Regions from separate parts of the Hordeum vulgare genome. Here region 1 is linked to region 2. The links are chromatin contacts, called in public Hi-C maps. All regions are on one chromosome and are shown on one strand. The core of a region is the stretch at or near the end of the contact, and the rest is flanking DNA. Distances in the headings are between cores, read along the strand shown.

Region 1 (5,064 bases), core at 2,270-4,769, 330 kb before region 2:
AATTAGAAGTGGGGCAATCCCCTATGTTAGTAAGGTAGCTTTTGGAAATGTGAATGCCTTTACAATCCTATATTCCTACAGTTGGTACTAGAGCCTGGTTCTAACATCTCTGGCTTAATTGGACACTAGTGTGTGACTGACCGCTGGACGAAGGTTCCTACGGAACTGTCGGTTGTATACCGAAGGAGCCTGTGAGTTTGAGGGTTTTCCAACTAAGTAAAACATGAAATAAACACAGTAGGTACTGGTATTTTTTTCTGGGGTTTTCAACACCGAAATCTGAAGATGGGAATTGCTGGAACAGTGGAGGTTAATGGACCTTAATTACAAGTTTTTAGGATTTTCAGCAAAGCAAAACAGGAACTAAACACGCTAACTATTGATCACTCCCACGGGGTTTTCAACACCAATATGTGGAAGAGAGATTGCTGGAATTGTGAAAGGGCAACAAACCTAGTTGTATTAGTTTAATAGTTTTTCTTGTTTGTCCCTGATCCTGTTTTAGGCACAGTCTGCGGTTGCTGAACTTTGCAGCACTGTGCTTATATTTTATAATCTGCTGTGGAAAATTAGACATAAAAGTAACACTAGAATAGGGAAAAGTGGGTGTGGGGCGAACGGGATTATGAGAATCCACCGCAATGCCAAACGCAGAATTAGTTATTTAGTACTTTTAGTTTTAGCTTTCTAGTGTTTGCAGCTCTTGTTAGTTCTTCTTTTGATCTGGAGGCTTGCAACTAGTCGAGGAAGAATAGTTGTGAATTTCCACTTTCACCGCTTGCTTGGCTTTGTGAGATATCAGTTGTGGAACAAAACAAAATCAACCAACGCTTCCTTGTGGATTCACCATTCTTTCTCATCAACACGAGTTAAGCAATAGGTACAGGGGAGGAGCAGCAACCAGCTTACGGCAGCGCCGGCCGGCCGAATTGTGGGGCGGCGGCGGAGGCCAAGGGGCAAGGGAGAGGGTCACAAGTTAGGTTTAGGTCGGGGAAAACTAGTCTCGATCCAGGTTTCACGGGGGGATTGGGCAAGCAAATAGAAAAAATATGATAGGCGGGGCCAGCTTTTAGTTGTTCGACTCAAAAAGCTAGACTAGTCGATCGAGTCGCTCGACTCAGCCAATGATTCGGGTTGACATATTGAGTCGACTTTCAGTTGCGACTCACCGACGACTAGTGGTTCAACTTAACAACAATGGTTAGAGTAAAAAATTTACTCCTCGACAACACGGCTCCTATATTTACTCGGCCGCCCACCCGCCCGAGCAAAAAAGCTCCCTCTCCCCTCGGCCTCACCCACCCCACCCCATGTCGCATATACTCCACCGCCTCCTCTCTAGCTTCCGCCGACCACAACACGCCACCGCTGACCCCCATAGGACCCGCCACGCTCCTCCCCCACCCGGATCTAGTCCTCTCTCGCCGGCGGTAGCGCCTAAATCGGCAAATCTACAATCCTCGCCGCTTGCACCGTCGCATTTTGGATGGATTCGCCGGAGACAGAATCACCTTGCCTCCGCAATAGTTCAATGTTGCATCTAGGTATGCCCTCCCCCTCTCGGCACTCAGATCTCTCTCTTTGACTAACCACCGGCACAACCACGTCCGTCGGCCGTCAGCCGAGCTTGACACTAGCCCAACAGCTCGTCGGCTCCCCGCTGCCGGTCATCAAGTGTGACCACTACCCGCGGCTGGTGTTGCACCGAGTTCCGAGCACATGGAAACATCTGGGATGGGTGTTCTTCAAGTGCAAAAAGAATAGGATGAGTGTTTGTTTGTACGGTTATTCTTCGGATTCGTCGTAATTTGTAACTTATTGTTTGCTCAAATTGTGTGTAGGATGGATGTAAGATTTGTTATTGGGAAGAAGAGTGCATCGGTCTATTGATAGCGAGAAATTTGCTAGATGTTCATGCACTACTTGCTAGAGTAGAGACTAGAGACGATGCAAAGTCCAATTGTGTGGAGGCAGAGAAGAACGAAGTGTGCAAGTTCAAGAAGTCGATAGAGAAAAGCAACAATGTTGGCAATGAAGACATAGATAAAGTATTAATCGAACTAGTGGGAGCACTTAGGGCACTTGAGTTTCTATTAAAATGTCTAATTGTTCTTGTAGTTTTCTCCGGATCGGTTCTCTTAGCGAAGAATTGGTGAAGTACGTAACTATGATGTCGTTTAATAAAGTAATATAAGAGAGAAGTTTATTTGGATGACCGGAAATTAAATGAATTTGACATTTTTTTTACTCCGCTAAGTTCAGGGGATCAGCTAGAAAGGACCAAAACTTAGAGGAGTTAAAATACCCCACTAAGGTTTACTCGGCTGTTTACTCCTCTAAAATTTAGGGGATCGGCTAGAGATGCCCTTAGCATGTTTTTTGTGCATGTCCAGAAGATTATCGCTATACCATTTGCTTATTTGTTGGCATGCACAGTTGGCTTATTTCTCAATCTGGTGACAAGATAACCCTCCCTCAACTTTTCTCTTCCACCTCACCTAAATGCTGAAATTGCATGCACCCCACTTGGTAGAAAGTGACATAATAATACTTTTAGCCCAACTATTGCCTTGTACTAAAATTTATGAATTCAGCAACAGCTAAGCAGTGTGCAATGCATGAAAAGGGGATGGCGCATATGCATGAGACAGACCTGCTTGTCCAATCAGTATAGCGCCAAACTTGAAACCCAGCCGTCGATTGGAAAAGTAACTGAAGTTGCCATCATAAGATTCAGAACCTGGGAAAAAAATCATGCATTTTTTCAAAATGACCACGGAAGCAAACACGAGCAATGTCACTCTTGGCTGCACTAGAAACAGTAGAAGCAGGACAATTTATAATTTAAAACTCTATTTAGTAAAAAAATCAATCCGGAACAGTTCACCAACAAAGGACATATAGCTATTATCATGGACCAACCAAGCATTAGCGTTGCATATTTCGTGACAGCTGAACAGCTCCCCAGAGACTCAGATTTACACAGGTTGTAGCTTGCACATTCCAATTCCAGCCTGATCCCATGCCACCCAAGGGCATGGGGAAAAGGCGCAAACGCTCACCAGCCTTGGGGGCCATCATCAGTTCTCCCTAACCTACTCTTAGTCCGTCATGCTCCTCACCTATCTCTCCATGGAAACAATCGAAGGCACGCAACATCATCCCCCAATATTTTGCCACTTAAATCAACTCAATTTTACAAACCCCAGAGCGCATCGCATGATCCAACCCCTCAAACCCGCTAAAATTACATTTCCCCGCCTCGCTGCAGCCATTTCCCTGCCAATCCTCCCGCGGGGGTTAACACGAGACCACGAAACAGGGTCACAGGGGGAAGCGCTCACCTGAGGAGGCGGCAGCGGCGGGTAGGTGGAGGCCCCTTGAAGGCGGCCCGCCGGCGAGACGATCTGCCGAGGCGAGGGCGAGGCGGCCGCTCCGCAGGAGCGAGAGCAGCCGCAGCCGCGAGGACATGGTTTATTCGCGAGCCCTGGGTCTCCTGGTCTGTGGACTGACTGGGGGTTATGCGGTGAGGGGCTCTGGAACTGGAAGAGAGAAACCTATTGGGCCCCACAAGCGGGCCACGCCACACTTGTCGGTAGTCAAAGTGTGATCCCTCGCTCCTCCGCCGCCGCTGGCCCGCTGCTGCCATGTCCACCGCCGCGGCCGCCGCTGCCCGAGGTCTCAAATCCGTCACCCGCGCCGCCTTCTCCTGGAAGCCGGTGAGTGAGAGACAGCGAGGAACTCTGTCTCTAAACCCTGGAGCTTTGGCTGGCTGTTTGACTAACCCCTTTTGCCCCTCATGCCAGACGGGTCGGGCGCAGCAGACGCTCGCGGCGGCGGTGAGCAGGTCGGGCGTGGGGCTCCACTCGGGCGCGTGCGCCACCGCCACGCTGCTCCCTGCGCGCGCGGGCGAAGGGAGGTACTTCGTCGTGGAGGGGGAGGGGGAGGCGAGGGTGGCGGCGGAGCTGGGGAATGCCGAGCCACAGTCCCCGCTCTGCACCACGCTGCGGAGCGGGAGCGGCGTCGCGCGGGTGCGCACGGTGGAGCACCTGCTCTCGGCCATGGAGGCGCTCGGCGTCGACAACTGCCGCGTCGAGGTCAGCGGCGGCGACGAGGTGCGTACCGTCTTGCTGCCGGGATGCTGCTAACAGTAGTCGGGTAGACGTTCATGTCTGATTCCTTTACCTACGATGTATTTCCGATTCATGTGAATTTATTGTTAAGCGGTGACAGATCCCTTTGCTTGATGGATCAGCGCAAGAGTGGGTGGAGGCCATACGGGGTGCCGGTCTGTGTGAGGCCGATGATATCGGTGGACAAAAGTTGGAGAAACTGGCACCCAAAATCGATGAGCCTGTTTACCTGCGGAAGGACGATTGCTTTGTAGCTGCATTCCCTTCCTCGCAAACCCACATCACCTATGGAATTGATTTTCCAAAGGTATGTATGCCTCATGCTTCCCCTTTTTAAGTTCACGAAATGTGATTATTGTAGGCTCTTGTAACTCGTCCTACTAGTGCCTCTTGCTTCCGCTGCTAACCATATGGTTCATATGCAATTTGGTTTGTATGTTGATCGAACGATGTATGATGTATCGCTTTTCAATTTGAAAATTTCAAGTAACACCGTAGCATGACCGGGAATAGAATGGTATTTTGTTTCTGTGAAATTGATGTCAGGTCAGCACTGCCTGAAATTGTCCTTTGATTTTCCTTTTCTATCACACGTGCAGTGATTTGGTAGAGGCCATTAGATTATTTTTATTTAGTCTTTAGTTTGGCAGACTTCCCACATGTTTTAGTGGGAGAGCTCGAAGCCTGTCACATTCCTGATGCATAGAACAGTAGTTGTTCATACAGATAATGTGTTCCAGTACATCAGTTGTAAGATTTTTTTTCAAATGTGCTCGGGGTTGAACTTGTCTTTGTGTTTTCTATAGTTATTGATTTGATAATCATCATATGAGTAGACATTCATGATAAAGTGTAAGCACCTTCTTTTTTTATCTGCATTAATAAATTTTGACCAAATGCCTTTGGCAAGGACATGAACATAAAGAATATT
Region 2 (5,668 bases), core at 2,718-5,217:
TGTGCCCCCATTGGTCTCATTGGTTTACTACTTTACTTTATCTTGATTTGATCAATTGTAGCAATACATCATATGTAAGATGCTATACTTCATACAACATATCATCGCACACACACACATGCTCACATTTCTGTGCTTATGTGGAACGGAGAATCTGGAATAGGTTGCACATGCTTGAATATCTGGGGTAGAATTGTTTGCTTTGTCAGTTTGTGCCCTTGGCTCTTTTACCATAAAATTTGTAAGGTCCCTTATGTTTGATTTAGTGTATAAACTATTTGAGACATGCCCTGCATGCATGATTACTCAGTATATTTATGTCCATCTGATGTTATGTTCTTGAATCATTGACATCATTTACGAGTTGATGTTAAAAACACACATTGTTGTGCATCAATTTTTTTCTTTGTCATGCCTTGTTCCATTTTTCAGAATTTATAGAATACAAATTTATACTTTATATTCAGACGGATTTTATGTGTGTTGGTGGAGACGTGCGTTGCACGTGCTCAATTACTCTCAGGTAAACAAGGGCAATCTAGAGGGAGGCAGTTAATCTACTGAAGAAGACTCAAAACGTGTTGCTGGGAATAAAGACAAAAATCTACAAACGGTAAGATCTACACTATCTTATTTGTTAAATTTTGTTGTTTTAAAGATTGCTTATTTTTTTAGGAGAAAGAAAATATATATTTGAATTTACAGTCTTATGTAAGAAATTTGCTCCATATTGATGTTGTCTTTTCTCTATTATGTTCATTTTGTATATTACAATTTTGTGACCATATATGATGGAAAAATACCCGACTTGACTGCCCTTGTTGTGAAACCACTGGAAAGAATTGAACATGTTTTCAGATCCATTCAATCAATTTGCTGGTTCCTTGAGTACACCCTGCTTTGGAGGGATCTTTAGTCCATGAGTTATTACCTTCATTTGGACAGTTTACCAGTAAATAACTTTCTATAGTTAACATTTAATCCCCTTGTTCACACAGCAGCTGTAGATCTCGACAGCATCAGAGAAGCTCATTGAGTGTCAGGAGACAATCCTAAGCCTAGGAAAGAAACTAAAAGCACTTGCATCGCCAAAGGATGCCACCTTGGTCCTTCCAGAGCGAAAACCTCGGTCTCAGTCACTGAATGAGATGCTAGCCGTCGATGACGAGGGATTTGATGACCTCAGCTCCCCGAAGACCAAGGAGATTATATGCTTAGAAATAAGGCCACCACATGAAAGAAGATTTTCTGCCGACGAGGGAGGTGATGATTCAGTATCGTATTATTCTCACCCCACACCAGTGGTTCCATCCGCCAAACCTTACGATGTGAGAGAAAGTTGCAAGAAAAAGAAGCTGCTGCCAAGGCCGTATCACTGGCCGTTGTCCCAAGCAAGCAGAAGGGGAACCCCAACTTGCTCAAGAGGATCCTGACAGGAAGGAGAAGGGATGCCATAATAAAACCAAAGGTGGTCCTGAGTGCTTAGCTAACAGAGATAAGGGTAACTCTATCCATGATAAATTCCATTTCCATGTGTAAATTAAGCGTGTATCGGTTGCTTGTTGAGGTGTGTTCTTGTCAGGTCTAGGAAGAACGATGGAGTGTAGATGACGTATATGTATTACAGTATTATTAGTGTGATTTCTAGCGTTGTGGCCATCATTACCCTGTTGCTTAGGTCTATGAACTTGCATTTGCAGCTTGCTATTATGTGCATCCTTTGAGGAAGGATTCTTGTTCTGAATGTCTTGACACCGACAAGGTTGTTGTCTCCTGTGTGAAGATGTGCAGTTGTGTATGTGTAAGATTTACTGTGGTATCTTTTTTTTCTTGCAAGATCCTAACCGTTTATCCATTTGCTACATAGATTCGCTTACTGATTTTCAGTTGGAATTATTGTTGTAAATAATATATTTATGTTGCGGTTTGTTATTCTATATTCATGATATTTATATAGATCTGATTTATTCCTTTATAGCATAAATGGACTTGAATTATAATGTAATTAATGAATAGGCACATTATACTTTAATTTGTTGAGATTTCAAATGAGGTTGCCGGAATCAGAATGAAACTCTCATATGGCTGACATAGCTTTTATGTTTTATTTTTAGATGAAATTTCTATATTTACTTACCTTAAGATATATTTGATTTTATTTTTATGTGTTGAGACAAGGAGCAAGCAAACTGTTGATTTTGCGAAGAACAATTGTCACTAAATTATTGATTTTGATCAAAAACAACATGTAGCCTGGAAACAAGAAAGATATTCTATGCGCTAAATGATGCAGGAAAACATGATTCAGCCTGGAGGTGGTGTTTCGGTCAACATTGGCGATGGTCTTAGCAGCTAAATAGTGGCGAACAATAGCTGTCATAATATTGTGAAAATATATTCTGATTAATTCTACCTTGTATATACGATTTGTAGATGCCTATGAATTATAATACATATTTTATTGGCTAAGAAAGGAAGAAATGTTACGGATGTTTATTAAGATTCTTGATTTGTGAATGCTAGTGACGGATTTGATATCAATATGCTTTAGGAAAGTTGATTTGTGAATGCTGGTGACGGATTTGATATCAATATGCTTTAGGAAAGTCAGTACATATCTAGTCAAGATTTAAATTTCGTAGAGTATATGGAATGTTTGCTAAATCCTTGCTTGTGCAAGAGACTATATGTAAACTTAAAATGTAAGCTTCATATATTTAAATATTGTTTATTCATTAAATTTCAATAAAACGTGTGTTACACGTGCAAGCTTAATACAACCTGATGAATGAGGAAATTCATTCGATTAACGCACGTGCACTGTTACCAGTTCAGAATAAATATCCGCATCATCAGTTTATCACGGTGCGGAAGGAGACCGGATCGAACCTGGTCCAGCAAATCGAACGGATCAGATCTCATTCATCCGCAGCGGCGGTTTGTTGGCTTTGCCGGAACGCCCCGTGCCGTGTGGCCGCCGACGCCCACCGCTCATCACGTCGGCGTCATCGCTTCCTGGCCAGTTTTGGTTGATGAAATAAAACTGTTGGCGCTCCCTCCCATATTATCGCGAAGGGGAAGCAAATGCGCAGTGTTTCGGTCGAGAAGGCTTTTTCAAGCACAGCACAGGGGCTGCGGTATTCTCATCAGGCAGGCTGGCTGTGGCTCACCTTGTGCATGTGGGGTGGGGTCTCCTTGTCAAGGCCCGGTCCGGTCTTGGTGTCTGGTTGGACGGACGGACGTACGGCTGAACTGCCAAAAATTAATGGATCGTGATGGGTGGAAATTTTGTCCAAGGTCCGGCCATCTTGGCCCTAATAATGTGTCTGCGGGTGCCGTGAAAACTGCACTGCAAAGAGAACATTTTGAGAATTACGGCCAACCTAACCAGCTACTAGCTCGGTCATCACTCATCAGTCGTTGTCTACTGGAAGTTCGGTCGGGATTTTTTTCTCCTCAGGTACTGTACCTCTGTGTGAGATTCGTATCCTGGAGTAGTGCATGTTGCCTGGATCACTGGATGCCTCCGGCTCTAGTGTTCTTAAATGCCTTGTTTGCTGTGCATCAGTGCATGTGATCCGACGGTGACCCGCCCTTCGTGCTGCACGGCCGGGAAGAGAGCCCGCACGGAACGGCTTTCGTACGCTGCCGCAAGGGGGCGCCACGCCATACGGCATGCGCATGGACATGATCGCATGACATGGGCCAAATCTAACAATTCGTGCTTCACACAGAATTTCCTGCCACTTTTTTTGTTTTTGGCCGCCTAGTTAGCTACGGTTCGTCCGTCTGGGCATTTTCAGTGGTACTCTACCTATGAAGATGACGGCCTCCTCTTCATGATTGATCTCTACCTGCAAAGAAAGCCAGAAACAGCACAACCGATTGTTGGACCGGACAGGGACTCCTCCTTGAATCGGTTTCTTCTGCGAAAGATTCCGTGTGGATTCCTGTTCACCACAGATGGAGCCGTGGAGCTGTGCTCGGTAGGTAGGCGGTTCCTTGTCTCCTTTCTGCTGTAGTTTAAACGGAAATGATTAGGGTGTTTTATAATTTATTACCAGTCACAATACATGATGTCCCTTTCCAAGTACTACTATACGGAAAAGCCTTCACTGGTAAGTACTATCCTCGGTATAATCATAGCCTAATAGACATGAAGCTAAATACATTCAGGCTTGCGTGCAAGTCGAAATAAATCGCCGTCCATATCATCTTACTTAATTTTTTGACAAAACAAAGAGGCTCGCACTTGGCATAGCAATTGGTTTGAGCTTCACTAGACACGCAGCTTTGCTACACAGTGTGAGAGAAGCCATTGCTTGGACCGGCGATGGAGCCGAACACGCCCGACTCCTAAACCGATGCAAAAGCAAAAGCTCAACAAGCAACGAACCATGTCCCGATTCTATCAAGGCTGAATAATTTAACCTCCTACCATCACTGACCAGATAGAGATGGTATTATAGTTTATCTTGGGATGCCAGGGAAGATGGATGCTTGATCTTGGCAACAATCAGTGAACCTGCTACGTACCGCGATAGCAATGTTTTTTGCTCCCTCATCGGGTTTGATATTTTTCCAACGATTGTTCTAAACAAAAAGAGTACAATTTTGTCTATCGTGGGAACATGGGGGACATAGCTGTGCTGCCGGGGGTCCATACAAGAACTTCTCTGCATCTCGCGGTTTGCGTGAAAAGCTCAGATATTTGGAGTGAAAATCACACGTAAGAATAAGATAGCGAATTGGACTATCATCAGATGATTCAGTCACCAGGCAAACGCACGTGTTTATTGGGCCATGTCTCGCTGCGCTGCAATTTACAGCGGCATCTCAAACCAACGGATGACATGGAAAACAACAGCTAAAACATTTTCCCATCTTGTGTGCATCTCTGTAATTACCCGGCAGTCATGTAGGAGGAGTACATGGCTACCTCATTCTTTGCGGGGCTGTATTATGGACAGAGCTCTAGCTGGAAAAAAATGATTAATTTTAGATGAAAAGGGTTTCCCTGGTTTTCATTAAGAAAATCAGAAACATGGAGACCTGAAAAATATACTAGTAATGTAAATTAGTTGGCAGGCTATTGATGTCCGACGGCGATGCGTAATATGCTTGCGTATGTTTTCCAGGAGTTTTATCCTATGAGCACCGAGATCACGAAAGTTCATTTTGGCATTGTACGACGGTTTCGTTTGACTACGACGATAAAATTATATGACCAAACATCCTTAATCATAAGTTTGCATAGATTTCTCTCCCGGAAAGTGATCTTAACACCTGACCAAAATATTCTACACTTTTCTTGATTGCAGTTAGGATATCCAAGTAAGTTGACAAAATATGCTAAAAGTATCAGCATTTCTTGAGCATGGATGGCATGCAGGGAAAAAGTCAAGAGTTAGACATAACATGAATTACCGATTCGTCACACTATACGACGATGATAACCTACATAAAATGATGATAATTGTTTCTTTATATTTCTTTATGAATATGATTAACATGAACGGCGTGTGCATCAAACTCGTCGATAATATGTGGAGCCCTTCCTTAACATAAGAGAAACGAAAAGAGGTGAGTTTGGCAGTTTTATGGTAACTCGTGACGGAGACACATCTTTATGAAAAAAATTGATGACCTAGATATAAAATTATACAAT

The links. Hi-C and Micro-C count contacts between places; a contact is called where the count stands out from the background.
Region 1: a Hi-C map of leaf shows a contact between it and region 2, with 7 times the contacts expected there. The contact joins the promoter of LOC123449270 here to the enhancer-like site in region 2. A contact is called at or near these places in 2 of 6 Hi-C or Micro-C datasets (leaf and seedling).

The regions. Positions count from the first base shown.
Region 1 is chr4H:525,549,891-525,554,954 of MorexV3_pseudomolecules_assembly, reverse strand. It overlaps LOC123449270, which reads right to left and starts at 3,519. Exons shown (of 18, transcript XM_045126417.1): 1 at 3,345-3,519; 2 at 2,654-2,740. The coding sequence starts at 3,471. LOC123449271 (probable UDP-3-O-acyl-N-acetylglucosamine deacetylase 1, mitochondrial) reads left to right here and starts at 3,504. Exons shown (of 7, transcript XM_045126419.1): 1 at 3,504-3,719; 2 at 3,807-4,115; 3 at 4,234-4,440. The coding sequence starts at 3,648.
Region 2 is chr4H:525,215,735-525,221,402 of MorexV3_pseudomolecules_assembly, reverse strand. No RefSeq gene overlaps it. Among protein-coding and RNA genes, the nearest start is that of LOC123449265, 69 kb to the right of the region's middle. Within about 2 kb of position 3,967, at least 3 of the 3 cell types and tissues checked have open chromatin away from gene starts, as enhancers often do. A contact at or near this core is called in leaf and seedling, where this site is marked.